Regions from separate parts of the Mus musculus genome. Here all the other regions are linked to region 1. The links are chromatin contacts, called in public HiChIP or PLAC-seq maps. All regions are on one chromosome and are shown on one strand. Each heading gives the region's core, a stretch centred on a gene start, on an enhancer-like site or on the middle of the called end of the contact. The rest is flanking DNA. Distances are from core to core; before and after follow the strand shown.

The links. HiChIP or PLAC-seq counts read pairs in DNA pulled down with a chosen protein or histone mark.
Region 2: an H3K27ac HiChIP or PLAC-seq map of neural progenitor cells shows a contact between it and region 1, with 3 times the contacts expected there. The contact joins the enhancer-like site here to the promoter of Sall1 in region 1. A contact is called at or near these places in 3 of 39 promoter capture datasets (cranial neural crest, hippocampal neurons and liver), 7 of 484 Hi-C or Micro-C datasets (the N1E-115 cell line, cerebral cortex, cortical neurons and 3 more) and 11 of 115 datasets of contacts at active chromatin or transcription factors (VIP interneurons, cardiomyocytes, embryonic basal ganglia and 8 more).
Region 3: an H3K27ac HiChIP or PLAC-seq map of heart atrium shows a contact between it and region 1, with 7 times the contacts expected there. The contact joins the enhancer-like site here to the promoter of Sall1 in region 1. A contact is called at or near these places in 2 of 39 promoter capture datasets (both in liver), 3 of 484 Hi-C or Micro-C datasets (cortical neurons and liver), 4 of 115 datasets of contacts at active chromatin or transcription factors (embryonic stem cells, heart atrium and neural tube) and 1 of 9 other capture datasets (adipose tissue).
Region 4: a contact with region 1 is called in an H3K4me3 HiChIP or PLAC-seq map of embryonic forebrain, with 2.8 times the contacts expected there. The contact joins the enhancer-like site here to the promoter of Sall1 in region 1. A contact is called at or near these places in 8 of 39 promoter capture datasets (cranial neural crest, embryonic stem cells, epiblast stem cells and 3 more), 1 of 15 datasets of contacts at CTCF or cohesin (stem cell-derived epiblast-like cells), 4 of 484 Hi-C or Micro-C datasets (the G1E-ER4 cell line, brain, liver and 1 more) and 18 of 115 datasets of contacts at active chromatin or transcription factors (embryonic forebrain, embryonic limb bud, embryonic midbrain and 9 more).

The regions. Positions count from the first base shown.
Region 1 is chr8:89,041,553-89,044,252 of GRCm38.p6, reverse strand. It overlaps Sall1 (spalt like transcription factor 1), which reads left to right and starts at 1,391. Exons shown (of 3, transcript NM_001371070.1): 1 at 1,391-1,901. The coding sequence starts at 1,826. Gm3134 (predicted gene 3134) reads right to left here. Exons shown (of 3, transcript NR_166639.1): 1 at 2,457-2,700.
Region 2 is chr8:88,791,471-88,794,170 of GRCm38.p6, reverse strand. No RefSeq gene overlaps it. Among named protein-coding and RNA genes, the nearest start is that of Gm42034, 47 kb to the left of the region's middle. Within about 2 kb of position 1,335, at least 93 of the 459 cell types and tissues checked have an H3K27ac peak or open chromatin away from gene starts, as enhancers often do. A contact at or near this core is called in the N1E-115 cell line, VIP interneurons, embryonic basal ganglia and 3 more, where this site is marked.
Region 3 is chr8:88,878,678-88,881,377 of GRCm38.p6, reverse strand. No RefSeq gene overlaps it. Among named protein-coding and RNA genes, the nearest start is that of Gm42034, 40 kb to the right of the region's middle. Within about 2 kb of position 1,372, at least 5 of the 459 cell types and tissues checked have an H3K27ac peak or open chromatin away from gene starts, as enhancers often do. A contact at or near this core is called in heart atrium, where this site is marked.
Region 4 is chr8:89,243,907-89,246,606 of GRCm38.p6, reverse strand. No RefSeq gene overlaps it. Among named protein-coding and RNA genes, the nearest start is that of Gm35542, 26 kb to the right of the region's middle. Within about 2 kb of position 1,251, at least 34 of the 459 cell types and tissues checked have an H3K27ac peak or open chromatin away from gene starts, as enhancers often do. A contact at or near this core is called in embryonic forebrain, forebrain, nephron progenitors and 1 more, where this site is marked.

The sequences.
Region 1 (2,700 bases), core at 142-2,641:
GCAAGGATTGTGTATCTGCACCCCTCCCCCGCCTCCACCCCCATTACTCAGCCGAAGTTTAGTTAGTTTAGTCCTTCGGGTGCAGGACTTCGGGAACCTCGGCGAGCGGAAACCCCGAGGCAGGAGGAGGTCTAAACTAAGCCGAGGACCAAGCCTCAGGTTCGCAGGCGCCCAAACCCGGAAGAGGGAGTACAGGGCCCGGATCCCTGGGTCCCGTGAGCGGGTAAGAGAGGCTGGCTCCCAGCTCTGGGAGAGAAACAGAGAGAGATGGAGAGAAAAGTTTGGGCGCCGCACGTAGCAAGTGTCGGAAAAGTGAAGGCGAGTCACGGCGTAGCTAGCAGGGCAACGAACAGGACCCCCCCTCCATGCTCACTCACTCCGGGTAGCCACCTCGTCTGCGACGAGGTGGCGGCCTCCACCCCTAGGACACGGAGCACTAGGGTCCAGGGTAGAGGCGGTGCCTAGGGTCTGGCTCCAGCAGCACCACCCAGGCCAGGGGAGCGCTGCTTAGCACAGAATTAGCTGCGCCCCTCCCCTCCCTCCCGCAGAAGCTGAACTCGGAGCTCAGGCAGGTCCTTGCTCTCCACCCGCCCGGAGCTTGGCGGCGCCACGGTGGCCGCCGCCTCCCCGCGGAGTGACGCGCCCTGCAGCCAACCGGGGCGGCCGGGGGGAGGTTCGGGAGGGGGTCCTGGGCGGAGCCGAGCCGCCCCCTTATCCCACGGGCTCGGGGCGCTTCTCCCGAAAACTTCAGCCCTAATTGTCCCGGGAATGTCCAAGGTAGAGAAAGGGAGCTAAGGAGCCAGCAAGAGGCTGGAGGGTCGCCGCTCCCAGGCAGGGAGAGGATGGGGTGGCGAGAAAACTGCCCCTCCCCCCAAGCCCCAAACCCATCACGTCCCCAAACCTTTCCTGGGTCCTCTTCTCCGCACCCCCGCGAGCCCGGGATCCTGAGAGTGGAGAACTCTGGGCGAAGGATCTCCGAGCCAGGCGGCGGGCAGGCGGGAGGGAGGCCCGGCAGCGAGCGGGAGGCGGACTGGCGTGGGGCTGGCTCTTCCCCACTCGCTTTTTTTTTTTTATGAGAGTGGGGGTGGGCTGCTTTCTGGTAGCTCTTAAAGAAAATGAAGGAACACTCACGAAATGGGGCGCCCTCTCCTACCCCGTCCCGCCACGGGACTCCCTCCCCCTCGCGGGCCAGTACGCAGCGCGGGAGTTAGGAAGTTCGCCGCTCGCCCGCAGCCTGGGTCCCCAGCCCCCGCCGCCAGCCCCACCCCCACGCGGCCCTGCTCCGCTAGGCTCCCGGGCGAGCATGCTAATTCGGGTCGGCCCAGCCCGGGATGGAGGGCGGGGGAGGGGGGAGGGGAACGAGCGGGGGGCGCCGGCCGGGGCGCTGGGCGCGCAGTGGCGAGGAGGCAGGCCCCCGGCGGCCGGGCCGCGGAGTCCCCGGCGGTCGCCAAGAGGGTTAACCAAGAGTCGGGCGGCGCGGCGCGCAGAGCCAGCCCCGCGGCCGGCTTATTGGGCCAGCGCGCGGAGAGACAGGGGTCTGCAGCAAATCACGAACTAATTGATTAAGGCGAGCGGGTTTGAATAGCGCTGGCCCGGTGCCAATCGCCTTTCAAAGAGCCCCTCTATGATTAATCGCAATGCATTATTGATAATCATAATTATAGCAGGACACATGCGCGCTGTGCCCGGGGCCGGGGAGCCGGGGAGGGGGCGGGCGGGCCGGCGGGCGGGGGGAGCCGCCGCCGCCGCCGCTCGATTTCCGTAATTTTGAGAAGATTTTTTTTTAGTAATTTTTTATTCTGCCCCAGCTGATGTTTGAGCCAGCATGTCGCGGAGGAAGCAAGCGAAGCCTCAACATTTCCAATCCGACCCCGAAGTGGCCTCGCTCCCCCGGCGAGATGGTGAGTGCTCCGGCCGGCGCCGCGGACACACAGACACGCACTCACACGCACACTCGGACCCACGCACACGCGGCGGGCCCCGCGCCCACCGCCGCTTTCGCCTTCTGCACTCGGCGCGTCTGATTTTATTTCATGCTTCCTCGATTTCAATTTGCCGGGCCAGGCTTCCCCTGTCCCGGGAGAGCCAGCCTATCCCGGCTGGAGCTTTCCGGAGTTCCGTGTCCTCGACTGGGCGGAGTAGGGTCGACTGGCCGGCTCGCTCCTCCGCCCAGAGGGTCGGAGAAGCCGCGGCCACGACCCTGCCGCCCCGAGGGGCGATCTCTCGGGCAGAGGCCATCTGGAGCTGCCCACGCGAGCTCTCTCCCGCTCCCCGCGCGCCACCCGGGTCCCCGGGCTGGGCCTCTGTCGCCTGGGCCTCACCGCCCAGCCCTGCGGCCAACGTTAAAGAAGTTTACTTCGTCCGGGTGGCTGAACGCCGAGCGCGTGGGGAGCTCTCCGTACCCACCCCCCCCCCAAACTCTCGTTCCCACTTGGCTAGCGGGCGAAACATGGTACCTTTGGGGGTTCCGAGCCGTGAGAACTGGGGGTTGGGGTGGAGGAGCGACATCCTGGGGTCGCGGCCGAGTGCTGCCGGTCGCTCTGGAGACTGACTTAGGGACAGGGAAGTGTCGCTTGGTCCGGCTTCCCAAGTTTGTTCTCCTGTCGTTTCTTTCCACACTTGCACCCATAACCCGTCAAAGTCGGGCTTGGATGTGTGCACCCCACGTATTATGGAGTCCCATCCTTCGGGACCCGTTCT
Region 2 (2,700 bases), core at 86-2,585, 250 kb after region 1:
GAGGTGCCAGGCTCTGCTGCCACTCAGCCAATGGCAGCAGCTTCCTGCTCCCATCCCACCAACAAGCATATGCATGAAAAGACGAATGTAGACAGGGTGGAGCCAGTGGTGAGAAGGGCAAAAGATGAAATCATAATCCTGCCGGGTTTGTTCATTTCGGTGATAATTAGCGGTGCATTCACGCCGCTTCACCGGCCGCTCCCGGCTGATCCCGCGTGATGGATGCCTAGTGGTGCTGAATGCAAATTAGCATAATTTCATTACCGAGGGACCCGTGAAAAGGTTCAATTATAGAGCAATCTCATTAATACCAGGGCTTGTTAAACTAATAGAAAGAGACAGGCCCCGCAGCTCCGAGAGGAGACACGTGCTCCGAATGCTAGTTCTTGAAGCCCCAGTACCTGGCCACGCCCGCACCTCTACTGCCCTGCAAGCTTGGAGCTGGGATCCTGGCCTCCAAGGCCCAGAGCCTCCAGAGGACCTGGTCCGAGAGGCACAGAATTTAGGCTGAAATGGTCTCTGCTAAAGGCCTAGATCCAGGGCATCGCTGCAGAGCCCTGGGATCACGGTGTGGACGGGACTTGGCCAAAGCATGGGGCATGGAGACTGCAGAGCCATAGGGACAGGCGGATGGAGGAAGGGGATGGCCATCTGTCTAGGGGCCGGCCTTATAACACGTAGGCGCCTCTCTAGAGCCTTTCAGCTGTGGCTCACTTTCTCCATTATTATCAGCCCCATTTAGCCTCAAACTCCTGGCAACCCGACTCTGGAAGGAAAGCAGGCTGGAAGCCATCATCCACATGAGTAAAGAAAAAGTCTACACACACCTCTTTTCTGAACATGGAACTCTAGCTTGATGAGGTGTAGGAGGTCGGAGACACACAACACGGGACCATGTCACCTCTTCCTGGGGCCTAGAGGACTCTCCGATTTGGGTAAGAAGCCTTTGACATGGGGTTTCTTAGAAGTTTAACCTCTCCCTTATTTGACCTTAGCAGAAACTTGTCAAACTTTAACCACCTTGAACCCCCAAGCCCCACCCCCAGGAACCCTGACCAGTAACCTCGGACCTGCACTCGTCCTGCCAGCCTGGAACACGCAGAGGTGGACTATTTGACTTTGCTATATTTTTTTCTCACCTCTGTAATATCTGATTTTTTTTTCTCCTCCTGCAATTGTAAGTAAAACAGAACAAGTCCCCAAATGCCCCCAGTGGGAGAATGAGTCACACCGTTTGTTGCTGCACACACAAAAATATGCAGTGACTCAGAGGGCCCAGCAGAAGAGACCAACCCACAAAAGGCCTCATTGTTCAGACTTTCAAGGTATAGGGGAGGGAGCCAAGTGTCTGCAGGCTGCCAGGCTGCCTGAATCTCAGCTGTTGACACTTGCCGTGGGTGTATTTAGGTTCTGCTTCTGCTGTCCCTCCTCCTCTGTTTGCTTTGCTGTTTTGTTTTGAGACAGGGTTGTACATAGCCCAGGCTATTCTCCAGCTGACTAGTGTAGCCAAAGATGGCTTTGAACTCCTGATCATCCTGCCTCTGCTTCCTAAGGACTGGTATGACGACAGGCCTATACCACCATACCCTGATTAGTTTTCCTTTTACAACAACACAATGAAGACAGGCAATATACGGGTAGCTTATTATTTAGCCAGCAGCTAAAACCATTTCTACTTGCAAACGGTGAAGGCAGAGTAGACCCAGGGCCCCTCCAAAATAGCTGGCCCCTGGGACTCCAGGAGCCACATGACAGGAAAGCCACAGACTAAGCTGGCCTAGTCACACATACCTGTAATCCCAGAAGGCTGAGGCAGGAGGATCTTCATGAGCTGGAGATCAACTTGAGTTATAGAGTGAAATGCTCTGGAAGGGAAGAAAGAAGTCGGGGATGGGTATTGCCGGCTACAACAGAGCATCAGAGAAGGGACAGGGATGAGATGAGAGCTTCCTGGGCCTGTGACCATGGTAACAGGCTGGTCCCTGGGTAGACTTATGGGACTGTGGGCAAAGAAAGGTCTTAGCACTGTGGGAGATGCATCTGGCAACTTCAGAGTTAGAACATGAACCTTCCATAGAGATGTATGTGGAGGGTGGGAGCCAGGCTAAGTCCCCATTGATCCCAGCAAGCCACTACTCAAAGTGATAAATTGGCAAGTCCTGGCAGCAAGCACACATTACTGGGGGGGAGGGGATGGTTAGGAGCTATTGGGCTAAAGTGAGCCTGTGGACTCTGGGGAATACTCTGGGTTACAGCAGGAGCTACATATAGCTTTTTTTTTAAGAAAAAAATTATTAAAGAGCCTTTGCTTATACGCCTGATGCATCTAATGCATCCAACCCCCCTCACCCAGAATGTTTTAGCCACCCCTTAGCTGACCTCAGTAAAAATGGGTCAGGATGAAGACAGGGGTTGGGGTTGAGGTGACCTGTATGTTTGTATTCACACTTGTACACGCACCCCAAAACCACTACTCTTCTGCAGAACAAGGGCCAGGTCTCTATTTTCTTGAGCCAACCCTTTGTCACAAATAGTCCTCCTCTTAGGACAGGCAAGGCTTTGTGTACAGGCTTACTGATGGTGGATTTTATAGAGGGGACTCAGGTTCAGCTCAACCACTTTCTGGGCGGCTTGAGCAAACCACACGACTCTCTGTCTATTCTCCCTTCCTTAAAATAAGCCGGCCAGTGGGGTCTGGGC
Region 3 (2,700 bases), core at 123-2,622, 160 kb after region 1:
TAAGTGATGGGCATGCCCCCTCAAAGACAGAGAGACACATGTCCTGGTAATGGACAGCCCTCCGTCCTGCTGTGTCCACGCTGTTGATGAAGCTGTAACAGCAGGACCACGGTCTCTGATGGGCCTCGGCTGCAAGACAGACGGCAATGTCCTGAGAGGACGTTGTCTGGTTCAGGAAGGCTCCAAGTGTCCCTGTGAGCTGGGGCCTTGGGCCTTTCGTCTCTAATTGCTGGAGTTGCCTTAGAAACCATTGGATGGATACTTGCTTCTTTGGTTATAGGAGGTCTCTGGAAAACACTGAAGGTGAATGGTACCTGCATAGAAACACAATGCTTGCCACCTCCTTGTAGGATTTCTGGTCTTCTACCTGCTCAACATAGAGGGAGCAGTGTGGCCAAGTGGTTAGAATAGGCAACCCTAGGTGTTGCCTCTGGTATTGTACTTCACTTCCCTGAACTTGCATCATGTGAGACATGAGGTGACACCCCCCCACACACACACACACACCTATCATGATGAGCGTTGAAGGAAAATGCAGAGAGCCTAGCCCAGGGCTGCTGGCAAGACAGATAGATATTCAGCGAATACTTTTAACACCTATATTATCTACCAGTACAGTGAGCTAAATGCACAGCCACTAACATGTTGCTACTGCTTTCATCAAACCTTCCTTAAAAAAAAAAAAAAAAGAACTCTGATAGGATCAGAGTACAGCTCAGTAGCCATGTACCTAGTATGTTAAATAAAAAATAAAAAAATTAAAGAATTCCAGGCTATGACAGGGACAGATGCAGGTCTGCCTTAGCGTGAAAGTGAACATCTGACCACGTGACCACACCTGCACCGACATTTCATTGACTCTGAGGCTCCCTAGTACTGTCTGAGTCAATCCAGAGACTGCTGGACAGTGAGAAAATAACAATGTCCAGAGGTAAGGACGCCTGCCCCTGTGGGAACAATCAGGACTTGATCCCCTGGGGCCTCAGTTTCCCTGACTGTGACCACATTAGTTCTCAGATTGTCTGTGAAGGAGAAGTTCCTATAGGCGGTGAAGTCACCAGAAACTGGGTGGCAATAATCCCGATCCTAGTGCTTCACGCAGACGAACCCCGCTGGTTGCTCAGGTAGAGGAAGCCAGAGGCCGTGAGCCCCATCCCCATAAAGATCTGACATCTTCCCTAAAGGATCCAGTGTCTGGCGGGGTGTGGGGGAGGAGCAAAGAACGGTAACTGCAGTGGCTAGCTTTGGCTGTGAGAAACAGCGGCCTAAAATAACAAGATTTCAACACGATCAGCCTTTATCTCTCTTCCACATGAAAGCCGGGAAGTTGGCCAGCCAGGCCTGGTGTGGCTGCTCAGCAGCATGAAGTCCTTGGGGACCCAGTTTCCTCCCAGCTCACGGCTCCCCATCCTTAGGGTCATGGGGGCAGCTCTGTCACCACTTTCCAACATGGCAGCCAATGGATCAACAGTCCAAGAAATGACAAAGAGGGAGCCAAGAAAGATGGGGACAGGGACACAAGCCAATTCTCATCTTCCTTTTAAAAAGGAAAAAAAAAAACAAACCTTTTATTTTAAAATAGTTTTAGATGCACAGAAAAAAATGTAATAATAGCACCAAGTGTTGTCATAGAATCCATAACCCAGTTTCCCCAAATATTAATATCTTAGGTTATATTATAATACTGTTGACTAAAGTCCATGCTTTGTTAGATTTTTTTAGTTTCTGCCCAACATCATTCTTCTGTCCCAGGATCTTACCAGATGCTTGGCAGGAGTACTGGGCAGGTGCTTTGCAGAATGTCCTTCAACTGTAATATGTCTAATGCTTTTCTCATGAGTGGGTTGGGGCTCTGGGCTCTGGAGAGAAGACTAGAGAAACACACTAGCCTTCTCTTTCTTGGCGGCTTCCAGCTTTCGCCGATTATGAATAAAGCTGCTAGAGTCCTTCGTGCACATTTTATGTGATATTTCAACTTCGTGCACATTTTATGTGATATTTCAACTTCGTGCATATTTTATGTGATATTTCAACTTCGTGCATATTTTATGTGATATTATTTCAAGCCTTTATAAAACATTCTGTTGAGTACTTGTATGCCTCTGCTGCATGTGCTACATTTAGTTGGTCACACTTAGCTGCAAGGGAGTCTGCGCAATATGGGCTTCATTCTGCACCCTACTAAGACATAACAGTTTACTTGTGGTGGAAAAAAAGAGATTGTGATTATCAGCAGTCTCCATCATGGGAATGCACAGTGCAGAAAGGGAAGAGCATGTGGAAAACACAAAAGAAAGAATGATTTTCCGATGCTCAGGTTCTGTCACCAAGGGACCCAAGAAAAAGTTGTTTAACTGCCCCTGGTTTATAAAACAGAGTCCTGTGGTAAGGAAATGCTTAGTAATGTATTAATTCAGAAAAAAAATGGATCTACTATCTTGGGGCACAAAGAAAGGACTGTAACCCTGCTGAGGTATATTTATAAAGCCTTCCAGTGATACCAGGTAGTGGATCTCAGTGGTGAAATGGATAGAAGCTTCACAAGTTCCCACCTTCAGAGCTCTGTGTGAGGAACCGTGGCACATGAGTGCCGGCTGACGTCCGCATGCCCATCAGTGTAGAAAGCAGCATGAGCATGCCAGCCTCCTGGGCACTCCTTATCACTGGGGAGCTTTGCATAGGAAGCCAGAGGAATCGCTA
Region 4 (2,700 bases), core at 2-2,501, 200 kb before region 1:
ATACACAGCTGTCGATTCCTCCCACTTACAGCTAAACGAGACTGAGCCTCAAAATGTCTGTGTGCTGGGTGCCATACTGCACGCTAAGTACAGGGGTAGGGACAGGAGGAGCCCTCCCCAGGGAACTCAAGCTCTGGCTTCAAATGTGAGTCACTTAGAAAGTGAATTACTATCACTCTGACATACAGCAACTGTGGACTCAGGCCTCAGATGTTACATGTGACACCATTTTTCCTTCCCTCTCTTCCTTCCTTTTCCAACCCCCAATAGTGCCTGACTAGCTTGTATCCTAAAGCATATATCCCTCTGCCTCCTGCCTCCTGCCTCCTGCCTCCTGCCTCCTGCCTCCTGCCTCCTGCCTCCTGCCTCCTGCCTCCTGCCTCCTGCCTCCTGCCTCCTGCCTCCTGCCTCCTGCCTCCTGCCTCCTGCCTCCTGCCTCCTGCCTCCTGCCTCCTGCCTCCTGCCTCCTGCCTCCTGCCTCCTGCCTCCTGCCTCCTGCCTCCTGCCTCCTGCCTCCTGCCTCCTGCCTCCTGCCTCCTGCCTCCTGCCTCCTGCCTCTACAGGGATGGCATTGCAGGAGTGAGACACCATGCTCAGCTTCTAGGTTTTAAAGATGTTTGTTTGTGATGTTTATTTATTTACATTTATTTTATGGGTATATAACAATGTCAAATGTGTGCATATTTGTGAGGGTTCACATGCTTTGTGGCACAAGAATATATTGTGTAATGTGAAGATCAAGTCTCCTCAAACATCATCATTTCCTTTACTTGGAAGGCATATTGAGTCCTTCTTGTTCTTTGAAGTGCACAAGCATTATCATGATACAGAGGAGTCCTACTTTGCCCTCGAACATGGGACCTTCCAACTTCTATTTAACCGTAACTTAGTGAAAGACCGATCGGCCGCCTTATAAGCCTCTTCGCTTAGGATTCAAGAGTACTCATTCTTTGGACATAAAGCAGAATGCTCCCGTCGGCCTGAGTGTGGGAGGTCTCAGAGGTTCTCCTGCTGCAGGGACCCCCTACTACAGGCCCTTCTGAGGACTGGGACATCCGTGTGCCATCAATACCCAGCTAAGTGACACCCGCGGAAGAACAGCGGTGCAGGGACAGCTCCCTGTTCACCTTCCTCTTCCGGGGTTTAATTGCGCTCACAAAGGCAAGCCGAGGCCTCCGAAGCATCCCTGCGGCAGTCACAAAGGCAGGGAGACTTCAGGCTAGGACCACAAAGCAGCCTCTGCTCTCCCCCATTGTGCCCAGCAGCCACAGCGGTCTCAGAGCCGGCGGGAGTCTTACATATCTCCTACGTGCAGCAAAGTGGAGGAACAATGGAACAAATTATGAACAAGCTCGGAGCGGAGCTGTGGAATTCTTCCCTTTGTGAGCCTCCCTCGCTGTCTGCTGGGACGGCTGTCTGAGGGCAACACGGGGGTGGGGATATCTCAAGAGTAGAAGGCCAGCCAGGGTCCCTTACTTCGTACCTTTACGGCAGCATTAAATTCTTGTAAAAAGTCGGGGGCAAAATCGAAGAGAAAGCCTTCGAAATGTGTGCGCTGAAGTTGTTGCTCACAGTAATATAAGCACAAGAATTTATTGGGTGGCCGTGTTTCCCCCTTTCTCTGTCCTCTCCTGTGGCCTTACAGAGCTTGAGTTCACTATCAGAAAAGCTGGCTTCTCCAGCTTTGTTGGACTTGGATCATGTTTTCCCCGGATAATAAGAAAGCATCCTTTGGGCAAACAGCTTGGGAACACACCATTAATCATTTTAGTGTTCCAGGTGCAAATTCTTAAGTTAAGAGTGACCCTTTCTTTTTGGTCAATAGCTGTTTTGGCATGGTCTTAATTGTAATGGTTTCTCTTTCCTTTAAGAGGCACTAAGGAAGTCACACCTTTGTGGAGGTCCTAAGCATCATCAAGAAGCTTTTAGTTGATAATGGGTCATTCAGACCCAACACCAATGGAGACAGGACTCGCCACAGATTTGTGAAGTCTCCCACAAAGCTTCAGCAAGTAAAGGGGGGGCTGGTACTCCAAATTTAAGTTGTCTCTTACTGAATGCCAGACATCTGGGAAGGACTCCTTCAATGAAACAGAAGAATTACACCAAGTGACACATCCGTGTTCAAATTAGCCACAGACACAGTAATGTGACAGCCGCTGCTTTCTTCCTGGGTATCAGAAGAAATACTGTGGGTTCGGAGCAATTAGAACAATTTCTTTCCTGGTAAGACTTGGAATATTTATTAGCCTTTTAAAAAAGTGGTTCATGTAGGTGTTGCAGAAAAACAGGTACACCTCTAAAGACAAAACTGGGAGCCTGGGATGTGAAGATGGACAGGAACCGTCTAAAGTCCCTTTCTAATGAACTGGGAGGTTTCTTGAGGGCTACAGCTTGATGCCAGGCTGAGCACCAACAGGTCCTCCTGGGTCAGCATCTGATAAGCAAAAAGGATGCTAAGACAACCTCTAAGATGTCTCGTCTCCCGCGGAGGAGCGCATAAGCAAAGTCAGAAGTCATAGGACAACAAACCAGTTAGCAGCAGAAGCTGGGGTCATACAGATGTTTGGATATGGAGACGAAGGAGGAGTGGTCGCAGCAAGGAAGTATCATGGAAAAGGAAGGACAGGGACCTGTGAGTGATCCACTCATAAGCAAAGGGAAGTGTGGGCAGTCCAAGAGATGCACAGAACAGGGCCG